3 separate regions of the Zea mays genome follow, and regions 1 and 3 are each linked to region 2. Evidence: chromatin contacts called from public Hi-C data. All regions are on one chromosome and are shown on one strand. Each heading gives the region's core, a stretch centred on a gene start, on an enhancer-like site or on the middle of the called end of the contact. The rest is flanking DNA. Distances are from core to core; before and after follow the strand shown.

Evidence for each region. Hi-C and Micro-C count contacts between places; a contact is called where the count stands out from the background.
Region 1: a Hi-C map of leaf mesophyll shows a contact between it and region 2, with 2.5 times the contacts expected there. The contact joins the promoter of LOC109623449 here to the promoter of LOC103638768 in region 2. A contact is called at or near these places in 6 of 25 Hi-C or Micro-C datasets (bundle sheath, ear, leaf and 2 more).
Region 3: a Hi-C map of tassel shows a contact between it and region 2, with 2.5 times the contacts expected there. The contact joins the enhancer-like site here to the promoter of LOC103638768 in region 2. A contact is called at or near these places in 2 of 25 Hi-C or Micro-C datasets (ear and tassel).

Annotation. Positions count from the first base shown.
Region 1 is chr9:103,786,127-103,790,835 of Zm-B73-REFERENCE-NAM-5.0, forward strand. LOC109623449 reads left to right here and starts at 1,845. Exons shown (of 7, transcript NM_001348467.1): 1 at 1,845-2,147.
Region 2 is chr9:104,183,325-104,187,922 of Zm-B73-REFERENCE-NAM-5.0, forward strand. It overlaps LOC103638768 (Stromal processing peptidase chloroplastic), which reads left to right and starts at 2,242. Exons shown (of 25, transcript XM_008661586.3): 1 at 2,242-2,557; 2 at 2,658-2,856; 3 at 3,618-3,847; 4 at 4,217-4,415. The coding sequence starts at 2,346.
Region 3 is chr9:103,858,756-103,863,379 of Zm-B73-REFERENCE-NAM-5.0, forward strand. No RefSeq gene overlaps it. Among protein-coding and RNA genes, the nearest start is that of LOC103638765, 49 kb to the left of the region's middle. Within about 2 kb of position 2,921, at least 18 of the 20 cell types and tissues checked have an H3K27ac peak or open chromatin away from gene starts, as enhancers often do. A contact at or near this core is called in ear and tassel, where this site is marked.

The DNA.
Region 1 (4,709 bases), core at 595-3,094, 400 kb before region 2:
TTTTGGACGATATTTTCGTTTCCACTGCACACATGCAAAAAATAAAATGACATGATTCACGTGAGCATAAATTATTATACAAAGTCGTATAAATACATACACCGTGTAACATAATTGATAAAAAACATAATATCGGTTCCACCAACAGGCCCTCCGAAATTAGGTACAATTTTATGGTAGACGTAAAAATCATATCCATCATCGTAAAAATCATCACTGGAATGCATAAATAGTGTAAGTAGCAGGCATAAAACATAACCATCGATGGCATAAACAAGGATCAGATAGTTCATTACTGGAGGACGATCCCAAGTCTGCCAGATCAAAGGACGCCTCTCAAGACATCAGATCTATCGAAGGTGCTCGTTGGAGGAGGACGCCCTCCGATGCTCCTCATCGGAAGAGATCGTTGTCTTCAGATGCCACACGGACGGTCATCGCATCCATCATCGCTCGCTCCTCGAAAGGTCGTCGCAACCGCCACCGATCGGGCCTCGGAAAGTCGCGGTCGCCGCCACCGCTCGCGCCTCAGGCAGTCACGGCCGCCGCTCGCCGATGTCGCTTGGGAGCGCCGATGTCGCTTGGGACCGCCGCTCACGTCTCGCGCCGCAGGAAGTCGTCGTCGACGTCCGGCCGTCGCTCGCCACCACTCGCACCTCACGCGGTTACAACCACCTCCAAACCCCTAAACCCTAATCCCTATAGGTCTGGATCTTTTTATAAACACCCGAACCTAGTTCGGCTCAACCGGATGTCACGTATGACTTAGGTTTACATTAGATATTGAAAGTTCTAGGCTTATATTATATAAACTATATATATCATCTAAGGCCAAGCTTCATTTAGACTCAACCAATCAGCCAAACGCCTCACCAAGCGAACCAATCAGCCCACAAAATTATATTTTTGAATTTGAAACCGAAATCCATAAAAAACGGACCGAAATTCGCATCTCGTTCTGCAGCAAAAACAGAAAAGTTCACAGAAATTCGGGAAATCTTTAATCTTCACCGAAATTCGGTGATTTCCCGGCGAGAAACGAATCCGTCTGTGGCCTCGTCGTGCTTGAATCCTTCCTTGGTCGACGTGACCTCGCACCATCCACTGACCGGCGGTCCACACGTGATGACCCTGCTGAGCAGCAAAATTCAACGCCCAACCTACAACCTGTCGCACTTCATTCCCTTCCATGTTATTTTAATTCGAGGGAGCGCTCTCCGCGGTTGCCACGCGCCCACGCCACGCGGTGCACTTCATTCCTGTGGACACAGACAGACACATGCACATCGCTCCGCTGTGTTTCGAAACGGCGTGAGAGTACCTCCAGCTGTCCCTATTCCAATATTCAAGATCTCCAGCGGTTCGTGATATCTCGTTTATCTCACGAGCCGGTTCGTTAACAAACCGATCTAGCTCGTTAACCAACCAAAATAGATTTATAACTCAGCTCATAAAAAATTTAAACAAGTCGATCCAAATCGAACTGAACTGATCACGAACCAAAGCCATAAACATTTAGTCCGGCGCGCAGGCGGCGCTTCTCCGCAACCTTTTCCTCTGTTCTATAGTACTACAACTATAGACGCACGCGCGTACAACAATGAACGTTTTTCTCTCCTTGTGCTCCCACAAGTCGCAGAAGGTAACGTCACCCGTTACGAGAGTGAGTGCCCGCGGCCGGCAGCCGCCGCCGCCGTGCCTGTGCGTGCGGTTGCGCTCGGCCATTGAGAAAGCGAAGGGCGAACGAAGGCGCGGGGCAGCTCCGCAGGCCGCAGCTGAGGGGGAGGGGATCCGCGACGTGGACATGCTGCTCGGGCCTCGGTGGTCACTCGAACTGGATCGCTGTGTCCACCTCTGATCTCTTCATCCTCGGGTCGGGACTCCTCTGTCTCCTTGCCCTGTCCCCAAACAACCTCTGAATAAAGGGTAACTACCATTACGCCATTCGCATAAAAAAAACTGAGCCTGCCCGCCCGCCCGCGCGCTCCGCTCCGTGAACTATATCTATCTATCACCTGCTGCTCCAAGGAGGCGGACAGAGGCAGGCAGGAAGGCACTCACTTCTCCAGGAGCCCGGAGTCGGCAGCAAGAGAGAATGGCCGCCGACGCCGCCGCCGCCGCCACCCTTCGTACTGCTCTCTCCCAAGGTGCGCCCACACACCCGCTTCGCCATCCCCACCGCCGACTCCTTGGCTTGTTTTCTCCGACTCCGATCCTACCTACCTAGCTAGTTATTATAGCCTTATAGCTTGTCGACCTCATAAATCTCTCCACGTAGTTCTTTGGATGGGTCGTCCGTCGTCGTCGCTAAGATAGGAATAGGAGGATTAAGAACCTCTCCGCTCGGTCAGGTTGAGCTTGGCAGGCTAGAACTAGAAGCTTGTGCCCTCGCAATTTTTTATTTTTTTAGCTTTCTTTCTGCCAGCGCAGATCTCCAGGGACTATAGTACGTTATCGTTTTGGTTTTGGAGGCTGGTTGTTGACCATTACCCGTCCCAGCAACCAGTGTACCATATCTAGCTGTTCAACGCATCTGACTCCGAGGCCGACTACATCGGTTCAGCTGAAGTTTACCCTGAATACCGTTTTATTCTGTAGATTGTATTATTCGCAGAATAAAGTTTAAATATAGATATAGATATAGATATAGATATGGATAAGCTACTGAAGATAGTCTGACTATAACATTTTAGTACTAGTTCTTCGAAAAACAAAGTATTGTCTGTTTCTTCGGATAGTTGGGGAGTATCGGATATAACACGAAGGTCAGGAACCATGGATGCACCCATGATTGCATAAAAGTTCTTTTTTTTACGGTTTCAGAAGCATGTTTAGGTTCTTTCACCTCTGGGTTGGAGTATGACGGCTTCAAATGCTACACCAAAGTCGCGGAGGGGACCATTTTTTAGTTCCTGATCGGGTATAGTTGGATACTTCATGAATAAGTGGTTGGGTCGTAGCTAGGCCAGGCATTGAAAGCTGGCCGACATGTTTTTGAGAATTATTATATTCAAAATGGACCGGGTTGAATCTCACACATGTTTGGGAGCTAAAGGTGAGTATATGGCTGAGTTGGGCTATGGAAGGGCATTATCAGTGGCGGAGCGCTCGGTATGCCGAGCTATGATGCTCGCCATACCTTACTCCATCCTCCATCGTGAGGAACCGGTGCTTCAGGCTCAGACAGTAGTGGACAGAGAACACCAAGGTCGAGAGTGAGATGGCAAGGCGAAGCTGTCGATGAAGCGCGTCTCCTCACTCTTCCATGGCGTCGTCCGCTGACCTCCTCTTCATGCCCTTCTAGTGCGAGCACTCGTCGATTTACTGCCTTAGTGCCTTGCACTCAAGGCCTTTATGTCCAACTCACCCCACCTCCCATCCGATGTCTCACTCTTCATATCCTTGCCACAGACGCGCCACAAGTCTCCATCGACAGTTCTGCACTCACACTGCTCTATAGCCTAGACCCATAGCGCTCATGCCTCGCGCCCCACCCTACCTCAAAGTCGTGCGCAGCTCCGCAACCCTACACGACGACGCCTGCATTACCTGGCATCTACAGTTCTCCACTGCCATACCTTGCTTTTCATTTCCATACCTCGCTTTTCATTTGTGCTCCGTCACTGGTCTGTCTGATTTGATGACTACATTTAGACTTGTTTGGATCCTTATTTGAAGTAATTTTTTTAGATAATACTCCATCCATCCTAAAATAAAAATTCGTTTTTACCTTTTTAGTTGATTTATACGATAATTAATATATTTGTTTTACTCTCTAGATTCATTATCATCCATTTAAACATAGATATAAAAATAAAAAAACTAAAATGATTAATATTTTGAGACGGACCGATTGTTCCGGCTTCAACCCCATCGAAGACAAGGTATCAGTCGCAAATTATTGGAGAGAAATATCCGTGGTTATAAATTCACTCGCAAAAGCTATAGGACATTATGACAGAGTTTGGCATCATTGACCAATCCTAAAAAAACGATGACCGTCAATAGGAGTCAAAAAAAATTGCATAGCTACTGTCCTACTGACTCCAAGTTTTGGCAAGCTAAAATCTGCATCTCCTGTTGACCAATAAGTCACTGCAATCGTGCCCAGAGCCTTAGCCACTATGTCCCCTGAATACAACCTGCATGAAAGTTTTTAGTCGACATTTCTAAAAAATAATGTAATTTCTTGATAGCAGTACGGCCCAACATAACGTAGAAGCACCTATCAACAACTTTAGCATATTATATCGCTCTGCTAGCACACTTTAATGGTTACAATACATCATTTAAATTCTTTGGCAGTTGAGTTCCAAATGTAAAAAACACGCCAAAGAAATCTTACAAAATAACATTAAAAAATATGTGTTGAATGGTTTCCACGTGGCGAAAAACAACATATTTTTACCATCAAGTCAATTCCTTCTCGCTAGGTTATCCACTGTGAGGACAACAGTTTTAAAATACCACATAAATATTTTATTCTTTAGAGCTAGTTTAGAAATTTAAATCCACTCGCTACCAGACACAGCTGCTTTGCCGAATGTTTCAGGACTCAGGAAAAGACACTTGGCAAAGAAGTTAGTTTGTTGCATAGCTAACGGTTGTCAACTATAGACGACTACTAACGGCAGTTTACCCCTTGTTTCGTCGAGAGCTTGACGATCGGCAAAGAAGCCTTTGCCGAGAGTCATTCTATGACGAGCGCT
Region 2 (4,598 bases), core at 992-3,491:
GGACAAAGATGGCCACCTGGAGGATGGAGTGGGGTGTGAGGTGCTGGAGTTGAAGCCCGAACTCCTCCAGCAGCAGCAGGAAGAACGGCGAAATCGACAGCGCCAACCCGCAGAAGAGGTAGGGAACGAAGAGCACAAACTCCCCGGTGGCGAGATCACCGAGGGGAGTAGTGCCGCCCCGGATCCTCCCGACAAACGCAGACGTGCCCCATCCAAGCAGGCGACACACTGAGTCGAGCGCCTCCTCGATCTGGTAGCGATCAGGACGAACCAGCGTGGCCATGGCGACCACGGCGGCGAAAGACTAGGGAGCACGAACGCGGAGGGACGTGGAAGGCTTGGAGGCGAAAGGGAAGAGCAGTTGGGGAAAATGCGAAAGCGAAACCACTGCGCGCAGAAGACCCCCTTTTTCAAGAAAGGGCTCCCCGCGCACCCTGGAGAAATCCGCTTGGCGCACACCTAGCGCCCGAACAACTCAGTCGCTGACAGAGGGGCCCGAACCCACAAGTCACGTGGCTGAGGCGCTGGCCTCCATGCGTAGGAGAGGCAAACCGCCGCGCTCGCTCCCATGTCGCCTCGGGGCCACCGCCGGAGGATATTCTCAACATAGGCGAGGCCAGCAGAGCACCCCACGCATGCGGGGCACGACCGAACCGCCATGCGTGGGGGCCACGCGCCGGTCGACCGCGAAAACCGGCACGACGATTGGTGTGGCCAGTAGCAAGCTGACAGCATGCGCGCGCTGGGTTAGTACGGCGCGCGCTAAGAAGATGCCCTAGTCACGCTATGCTTACGCAGGATACATGTTTTGGCCCCACCTACAGGCTCGCACCCTCCCCTGAGGTGGGCCCCGAGGCCACTGTCGGTACCTCGAGACAGGGGTACCCCCTTCTGTAGTATGAAGACGCTGTACCCGTACGACACCCCCAGGTCACACGAGGAGTAGCGCCCGACCCCACCACATGGGCAGGGCTAGGAGCACCACGTGGCAAGGAAAGATAAGACTCCCCAGGGTGCATTGATAGGTCCGGACCTCCGCGGAAGGACACCGGACCCCTGTACGAATGGGTCCGGAGCTCCCAAGAGGGCATGCTGGGTCCCTCGGGTAAGCCCCAGGTCCCTCCGAGTAAGGACCGGGCCTTGGCAAGGCTGACCAGTCTGTTGGCGAACAGTGCGCCCGTTCCGAGCGGCACACTGTACTCATCATCCCTTCTGCAAGAAGCTTCCCCTGCACGCCGAGGATACAGAGATCTCGGGCGTCAGGACACAAGAAGATTGCCTCGGCAACAAACATTAGTGGCTCCAAGCGCTATATTCTTTATGTCCCTGAGCCCACATGTCGGGGCCCAGCACTTTTGTGCATGCCCCCTTCAGCTATAAAAGGGGAGGCATGCGACGCTACACAGGAGAGTCCTTTAAGATCACACCTAGACTCGCAAGCTCATACAAGCTCACAAGCAATACATCTCATAGTGGAGTAGGGTATTAAGCTCCGGCGGCCCGAACCACTCTAAATCCTTGTGTGTTCTTGAGTTCTTCCCGTTTATTCCAACTGTCAAGCAAAACGCCTAAGCCCCCTCATCTTAGGATTTAGGGTGTGTGCACTCCGCCATCCGGCCGGAGATTTACTCTCTGACAGAATACATTGTTATCTTTTCGACAATAGAGATAAAAGTGAGTATTTAAATTGTTAGGGAAAATTTAATATTTTAGAATAAATATGTATAAAATTTGATGCCGGTCTCTTCTTATGTTATCAAGCACACTATTATAAATAAGAATAGAATCCTGCATAAATTGTCTTATCCAATATTTGCTATGTACAACAAAAAAGTGAAAAAAATATAAATACGTATTTGTATCCGAATTTTATTTTTCATTTAAGAAGTTATATAATAAATTTAAGATTTATCTTTTATAAATCTTAAAAGCTCAATACTAAAGACAAGGATACGATTTTATGTAGCAGTTTCAAGAAAAAATAAAAAATAAATATTTAAATAAGTATCCGTTTTGATGCTACATGACAAGACCCGAAGGATGGCCGGCCACTCATCGGTCATCACATCACAAGTCTGAAATATCTCGGTGGTCACGCTGAACACAATCCTCACTCCAAAAGCGCGCAGAAAACCCCAAGCCCAAACCCAGGCCACGACCACAACCTACAGTACAACTCGGCAGCACCGCCAGCCCGAGCCACGATATTTGCGCTGCGCCTCGCCTCCGCGAAGCAACGCGGACGCCGTGCCTTGCATTTCCCTTTCACAAAACCAAAATCCAAAACAAAGAGGAGAGCGTCCTCCTATCCTCCCCTTCCCCTCCCCCGCGGCCATCTCACCCCGATGGCCTCGGCCCCCTTCCCGCCAGTCGCGGCGTCGGCGGCCTCCGCGCCGCCGCGCCTGGCCCCGCGCCACCCCTTCGCTGCTGCCGCAGCCGCGCGCCGCTCCTCGCTCTCGTTCCGCCCCGCCGCGCGCCGGCCCGTTCTCCCGCTCCGCTCCTCCGCGGTCGCGGCTAACACCCTCCGCTGCACGCACCGCCGCGCCGTCTCATCCAGGCCCGTGCTTCCGACCGTGCCGGTTCCAATTTGTTGGGTCTATCGGTGGGCTCGCGTCGCCCCTCCGCTCGCTCTCATCGCCGTATTGCGTGCCTCGCAGGTCGAGGAGACGCGCGCAAGAACTCGGCGCGGCGCCCGCGTTGGCTGCGTCGACCTGGGGCGTCGGCGAGGAGAAGGGCGGTTGCCTCTCGTGCTTCCCCAAGAGTAGGCGGGGCAGGTCGGGGCTCGCGAGGTTCGCGCCGTGCGCGCTCCCGCACGCGTCGGGACTATCGTTTCGCAGCCGGTTGAGCGGGTCCAAGGTTCGTTCTCATCTGTTGCTTTGGATCGACAGCTGAAGTGAATTGTCAGATTAGGAATCATGATGCCGATTTCCTTAGTTTTGGATTGAGACATTGAGTGCGATAAGGACTAAAGAGGTGCTTAGTGCCTTACTTCCATGGCTACCTTTTCTTTGCTTGCATGCCAATCGTGTGTGATGGATGCAACGGGCATATCGTCAGTTCAGAACAATAAATGCACATATTCGGATTGGAATATCTGTCCTCGGCAGTACAACATTAAGTGGTAGAACCGTGCCTTTTCTTATCATAAAACAAATTAAGGTTCTCCCCATCTCTGGAATCTACAGAAGGAGCAATCACATTTGTTTTTGAATATCTGGTAGCCTAATCGTTCAATGAACATCAAAATTCGAACTTAGTGAGAGGTCTTGTGCAGTAGTACCAAGTATCATATCATTGTAACAAGCATCAATTTGCCAGGATAGTTTTCATATCTCATCAGTATCTTGATGGTGCAGCTCAACCATTCTTGTTGTATTGATAGTGTTATTTAGTTTCTAGGGCTGTCATATGTTCGTTCCAAATTCCGATGCACTTACTCCTGTATTTTTTAGAAAGATTAGAAGGAGTGTTTTTGCTAAAAAATTAAGGAAACAACAAGGTTACATTGTGCTCCAGAATATAATCTGATCTCATGTCCATGTCATCTTTGTGTCCTTTTAAGGGCCCTGTAGAATGTGGACATCCTTTTGCTAAATCAATTCTTTGATAATTTTCAGGTCAAGCCTAGCCATATATTGCACGCCGCTGGACCTGATGAACCACATGTTGCAAGTCCAACATGGTCTGATACTTCCCTTGATACACGTGACATGGATCATGCTATTAGTAAGGAGGAGCTTGAAGATGTTCTCAACACTCCGCTTCCTGAGCATCCGAAGCTAATTCGTGGTCAATTGAAGAATGGACTTCGGTATCTTATCTTACCAAATAAAGTTCCAGCAAACAGGTTAGAAAATCTTTTTTCTGCTCACATCTGTTAGTTTTTATATATGGCAAAGGACTTCCTCTGTACAATTTCACCCTTGATTTCCATACAATGATTGGAACTTTGATGGTTTTCTGTACTTTTTAATTTGATTGGAGTTACTTGAAAGTTGACAACTATGGGTGGAGTCTTTAACATCTGAACTAATGTGAGGTGTTTATTTGATTTGTTGAACATCAGAACTGTGTAATAGTAAATAAATCAAGCGACAAATATTATCCTGATGCCCATTTCATGCTAAATTTCATGCAACTGTGAAGCAACCAAACATTGTTATGATATACGTGTAGAATTTGTATATTATTATGGTTTCATCTAGCTATTTTGCAGGTTTGAGGCTCACATGGAAGTTCATGTTGGATCAATTGATGAGGAGGAGGATGAGCAAGGAATTGCCCATATGATTGAACATGTCGCGTTTCTTGGCAGTAAAAAACGTGAAAAACTTTTGGGGACAGGTGCGAGGTCTAATGCGTATACAGACTTCCACCATACGGTGTTCCATATCCACTCTCCAACTAAAACAAAGGTCTTTACTTTTCTGTCCTTATTTCTTTGTGGAACTTATCAGTGTCTATTTCCAATTTGGAAATAAGCTTATGATAATTTGTATTTGGTGAAGCCCAAATTTGTTTTCTTGTTTAGTTGTCCTTGGAAAAAATCATACGTAAATGGACTGAATGTATTTGTTGACTGTGAAACTATAATTTTT
Region 3 (4,624 bases), core at 1,671-4,170, 320 kb before region 2:
ACAATAAATGTCGTGGAGGCACATCATCTGCCAGAAGGGTGGTCAGGCGGCGTGTCCTCCGCAATAAATGCGGAGGCCGCGCGCGGCCCAGAGCCCTTACGTCATGTTTCGCCCATCGGCCTACGTCACGGACAATAAGCCATATGGCTGCATTAGATCCTTGGCCGAGTAGGGGGGGGGGGCGGAGGAGCCACGGATAGAGCCAGGACACGCGTCAACTCCGGACCTATGCCTAGGTTATGACACTTCCTTTCCCAGGACCTTGTTATGGGTGGTTCGGAGCCCACTTGGTGGGGTCCGAACTCCATCCAATGGTTTCGGGCTGCTTTACCCCGGGGGTCTGGGTTGTGCGCACAGGGATCCCAAGCCTACTGGGTCCGAGGGTGCCGTCTCTAAGAGCGCTACCTTAACTGCCCACGAGGTACCCCTGGGGCTATTCTCCGTGCGGCTAAGGGTAGCCGCACAGGCATCGTGCCTTCATACCGCAGTAAGGGGTACCCCTAATCCAGGGTACTGACAGACTAGATCAGAGTAGAGTTGGCTAATTGCAGGGAGGTAGCGGTGTGCTCCAATGGCAGTCGAGCGGACGCGCGAGGGAATTAGTTGGGCGAGCCGATACACAAGGATGATTCTGTGGGTTCTTAATTAGGTCTTGTTCGGTTATTTCAATTCCATGTGGATTGGTGTGTATTGGAATAGATTTTGACTTACTATGGATTTAAACCGATTTAATACCACCCAATCCACATGGATTAACGGTGAAACGAACAAGCCATTAGGTGGGTTTGGTTCGTGTGATGGACCCTAGATGACAAATAGTGCCCTCGTGTACTTAAAAAATGGAAACTTATACGTGTGTGTCTATATATATATTGAAAATAAACCAAAAGGAAAAAAAGAGCACCCCTACGTCGCCCCAAAGAACAAGAGGGTCTCGCGTACGTGTACGTGTGTGCAGTACAATACAAGTATCGAGTGGAATTTGCCAAATATGGAATACATGCATGTATGTCTCGCGATACGAAACAGCTACTAGCTAGCTAGCTGTTGTTTCCAAAACAAAACAAAAAAAGGAGGCGCGATGATCGTCCATGCATGCTTGTTCGATTCGTTCATTCGTTGCCGGGGAGGGGACGGATCGATCGGAGCATGGATGTGCAAATGGATCGGAAGCTAAGGCATGTCTCCTGGGGGCATGCATGCATGCATGTGTGCCACTAGCTTCGGAAGCTTCCTGTCCCAAAGCAAGGCGCGATCTGCGACGATGCGATGCGATGCGATCATGCATATGCGCGCGCGCGGTGGTGCCATGCCATTGCATTGCATGCGCTCGTGGTGACTGATCGATGCGTAGCGGGAGAAGAGAAGGAATCAATAATAATGCATGCGAACGTGATCGGCCAGCCAGTTGCCAAGGGTTTGGGATAGGCCCCAATAATTGAGGTGTCTATTCCAATTCCGTACCCAGCTGGGAGCCTCTCTCCTCCTCCTCCACTTGTGGCCACGAGACATGCATGTGGCATATTCGCAATTATCCAGTAGATTTCTTCGTATATATCACGGACTGATCTTAATTGGATGCTTTTAAATTGTTAGTCCCCGCTCGTTTTTTTGGATTCTCTGGCTGATTTGGTGACCAGAGATCACGGGGGGATTGGAGAGAATTGAGGAGGAAAATTAAGTTTTTTAGTGTTATGTTTTGATGAAAGAGAGCTTGTTGCGCGTTGCGTATTTTCTAAAGCTCCACTTGAACTAATGAACTCTCCTACCTGAACAGCTAGAGCCTAGAGGGCACCCCTGGAACACTCCTCCCAGATGATCCTTGGTCTTCATACAGGCTGTGTACAAAAGTTTGCAGTGTATTAATTGTAGCCATTTTAGGCGAAGAATCTATCAACGACCCGGGACCTATATATTCATCATCCTCCATTCTGTCAAGGCAGACGACGAGCCATGCATTCTGATGCCCCATGCATAATTCATCAATTGCCGGCCCTAGATTTTTTTTTTCTTTTTCTTTCTCCGATCGATTTCTTTTTTTTCTTCTTTTCCCTCTCTCTGGTCCCTGATGAATACGGCAGCGCACTGGTGCACCTCCGACGTGGCGCGGAGTGCTTGGCGCCATTTGCATGCATGAAATAAGAGCAGGGGTCGGCCGACGACGGCGACACACACAGGACAGGGGCATCTTGTTTCTGTGCCACAAATACAAATACACCTATATAGAAATAAACGGAGTGGTTGGACAAGTGGAGACGGCGAGGAAAGGCGGACCGGACCGGACCGGCCGCTGACACTGCCGCCCCATGATCGCAATCCAAATCCTCTGCAAACGACCAAACCAAGTGACAAACGCAAGTATATATAGTGTGGTAGTGGTAGTAGTAAACTGCTCCATCGCGTCATCATCATCATCATCAGCAGCTGTCGCTTTCGGACCAACTGAGGTTATCTGAAACCTGGGCCGCGCGCGGCCGCGGTGTATGCTCGTGCAGGCGGCAATGGTAAAAAAGAAGAAAAAAAAAGTCCCAGCTGCACTTGTCCCCCCCTTCGGATCGGAGATCGGTCGGCAGAGACGAAAAAATTTAAGAACACTGTCAGAAATACGAGTCACCACCAATAGCGTACTGCGTGCTAGTCATCACGTGTTGGCTGCCTACCTGTTCTTCTCCGGGGAGCATTGCAAGCTAGCCCCTCATCACTGCTTATGCTCTTATCACTCCGATTTTTTTTTTTGTATCTTCTCTGTCGTCTGGACCACACACACGGTGCAGGCACAGACGACTCGCTCACTCTCGTAGCTCATTCTACCTTCACCAACACATTCCAGAAACAAGTGATAAGTGGTGGACGGACTATACGCATGCACGCGTGAGAAAGAAAGCAGGGTGTTTCTTTCTCCTCCTCCTCCTCCTCCTCCGGCCTCTTGCTTTTCGATCGCGCGTGGGCGCACCTGCCGGCCGTTGTTTTCTGCGTTTCCCGAAGGTACGGTGCATGGCGGTCGCGGCTGCAGGTGCGCTTTCCACGTGGCGCCGAGTGCTCGGTGCCGTGCCGTTTGGACAGGCAGACGGCGACGGGAGCATATATCTTGTTTCTAGCTCACCCACCGGCCGATGGAGACGACGACGACGGCCGGCCATAAAGACCGTTTTTCTTATGTGTTCCTCCAGGTAGTAGTAGACAGATCGAGTAGATGCCTTGTCGTTCTCTCGATCTAGACAAATAAAGTGCTCCAATGCAACACGGTGACTGTGGTTAGCTCCTAGCTCGTGTGTTCCGTGTTCTTGGCTGGTTCTTCTTTTTTTTTTCTTTTTGCAAAGACTAAGAGAATATTTGTTCATTCGTGCATGCACGATGGATCAGCAGCCTTCGGACTTTATATTTGTACTAGTAAACATGTCCTGAGCTTTTAATAACGGTCTTAGCGGCATGGCTGATCTTTTTTTTATTTGTTAATTTATGTACGACGATGGTGTAGCCTTCGAACTTTATGTCTGTACTAGCTAGATACGCTATTTACAAAGAATTTTATGGTGTAGTTCTTCCTCGCAAAGAGTTGCTTCCGTAAATTTGAATCTATCTCCAAGCAACTAGAGAGACATCAATAAGTATAGCACAATAGAACTTAGAGAGAGAAGACAAACAAATCACAAACAGTAAGAACATGAGACACAAGTGATTTGTTTCTCAAGGTTCGATTCCACAAAGAACCTACGTTTTCGTTGAGGAGTCCACAAAGGATGGGTCTCTTTCAACTCTTCCCTCTTTCTACGGTCACCAAGACCGATGAGTGTTCTTCTTCTTCGTCAATCATAAAAATCGAAGTCTCTGCAAGACCAACCACAATGATAAGGGGCTCTTGCTAGCTTTACAATGAATGGGAGTCAATACTCCACGCTCAAATGATCACAAGAGGGAGCACACACTTTATTCTCAAGTATTCTCACAGGGCACTATTTGCTCAATGCACATGAGTAGCTATTTTTTGCTTGATCTCTCTTTGTTGGCACTTGTGAGGCTTTGATATGTATGGAAGTGTTGCTCTGGTGTATAAGAGTGAATACCTAGCTCTTGTCTTCAAAGTGCAAAATGGGGTGTATTTACAGCCCCTAATGTCCAATATAGCCATTAGGGCGAAGTGGGAAAAACTGCACGGATTTTAGGCGCACCGGACCTTGAAGAGTGATGGTCCGGTGGTGCACTGGATCTCTGTCAGATTTTTCGGTCAGTAGCCATTCTGACCTTTAAGGAAATAGTTGTTGTGGTCCGACAAGACTGGTGCGCCAAGGCCTCTGAAGCCTAGGAATGGTCTTTCTGCGTAAGAGGTCCTATGTACCACCAGTGCGCTAAGGCCACCAAAGCCTGGGAATGACCTTTCTGCATAAGAGGTCGTGTGTGCCACCGGAGCGCCAAAAGAGAGCAGACAAGTTCAAACTTGGGTATTTCTTCTTTGATTTCACTTGGCTCTTCTTTTGGGCACTTCCATGACTTATACAAACATATTTAGAGACCATCCAACTAGTCTACGTCATGGAATTCGAAAATTTTGATTTCTCTAACTCATATTCACTACAGGAAACGACTAAATTTTCGTAGGCCGATATATTTTCGTCGGCCGGCCCAC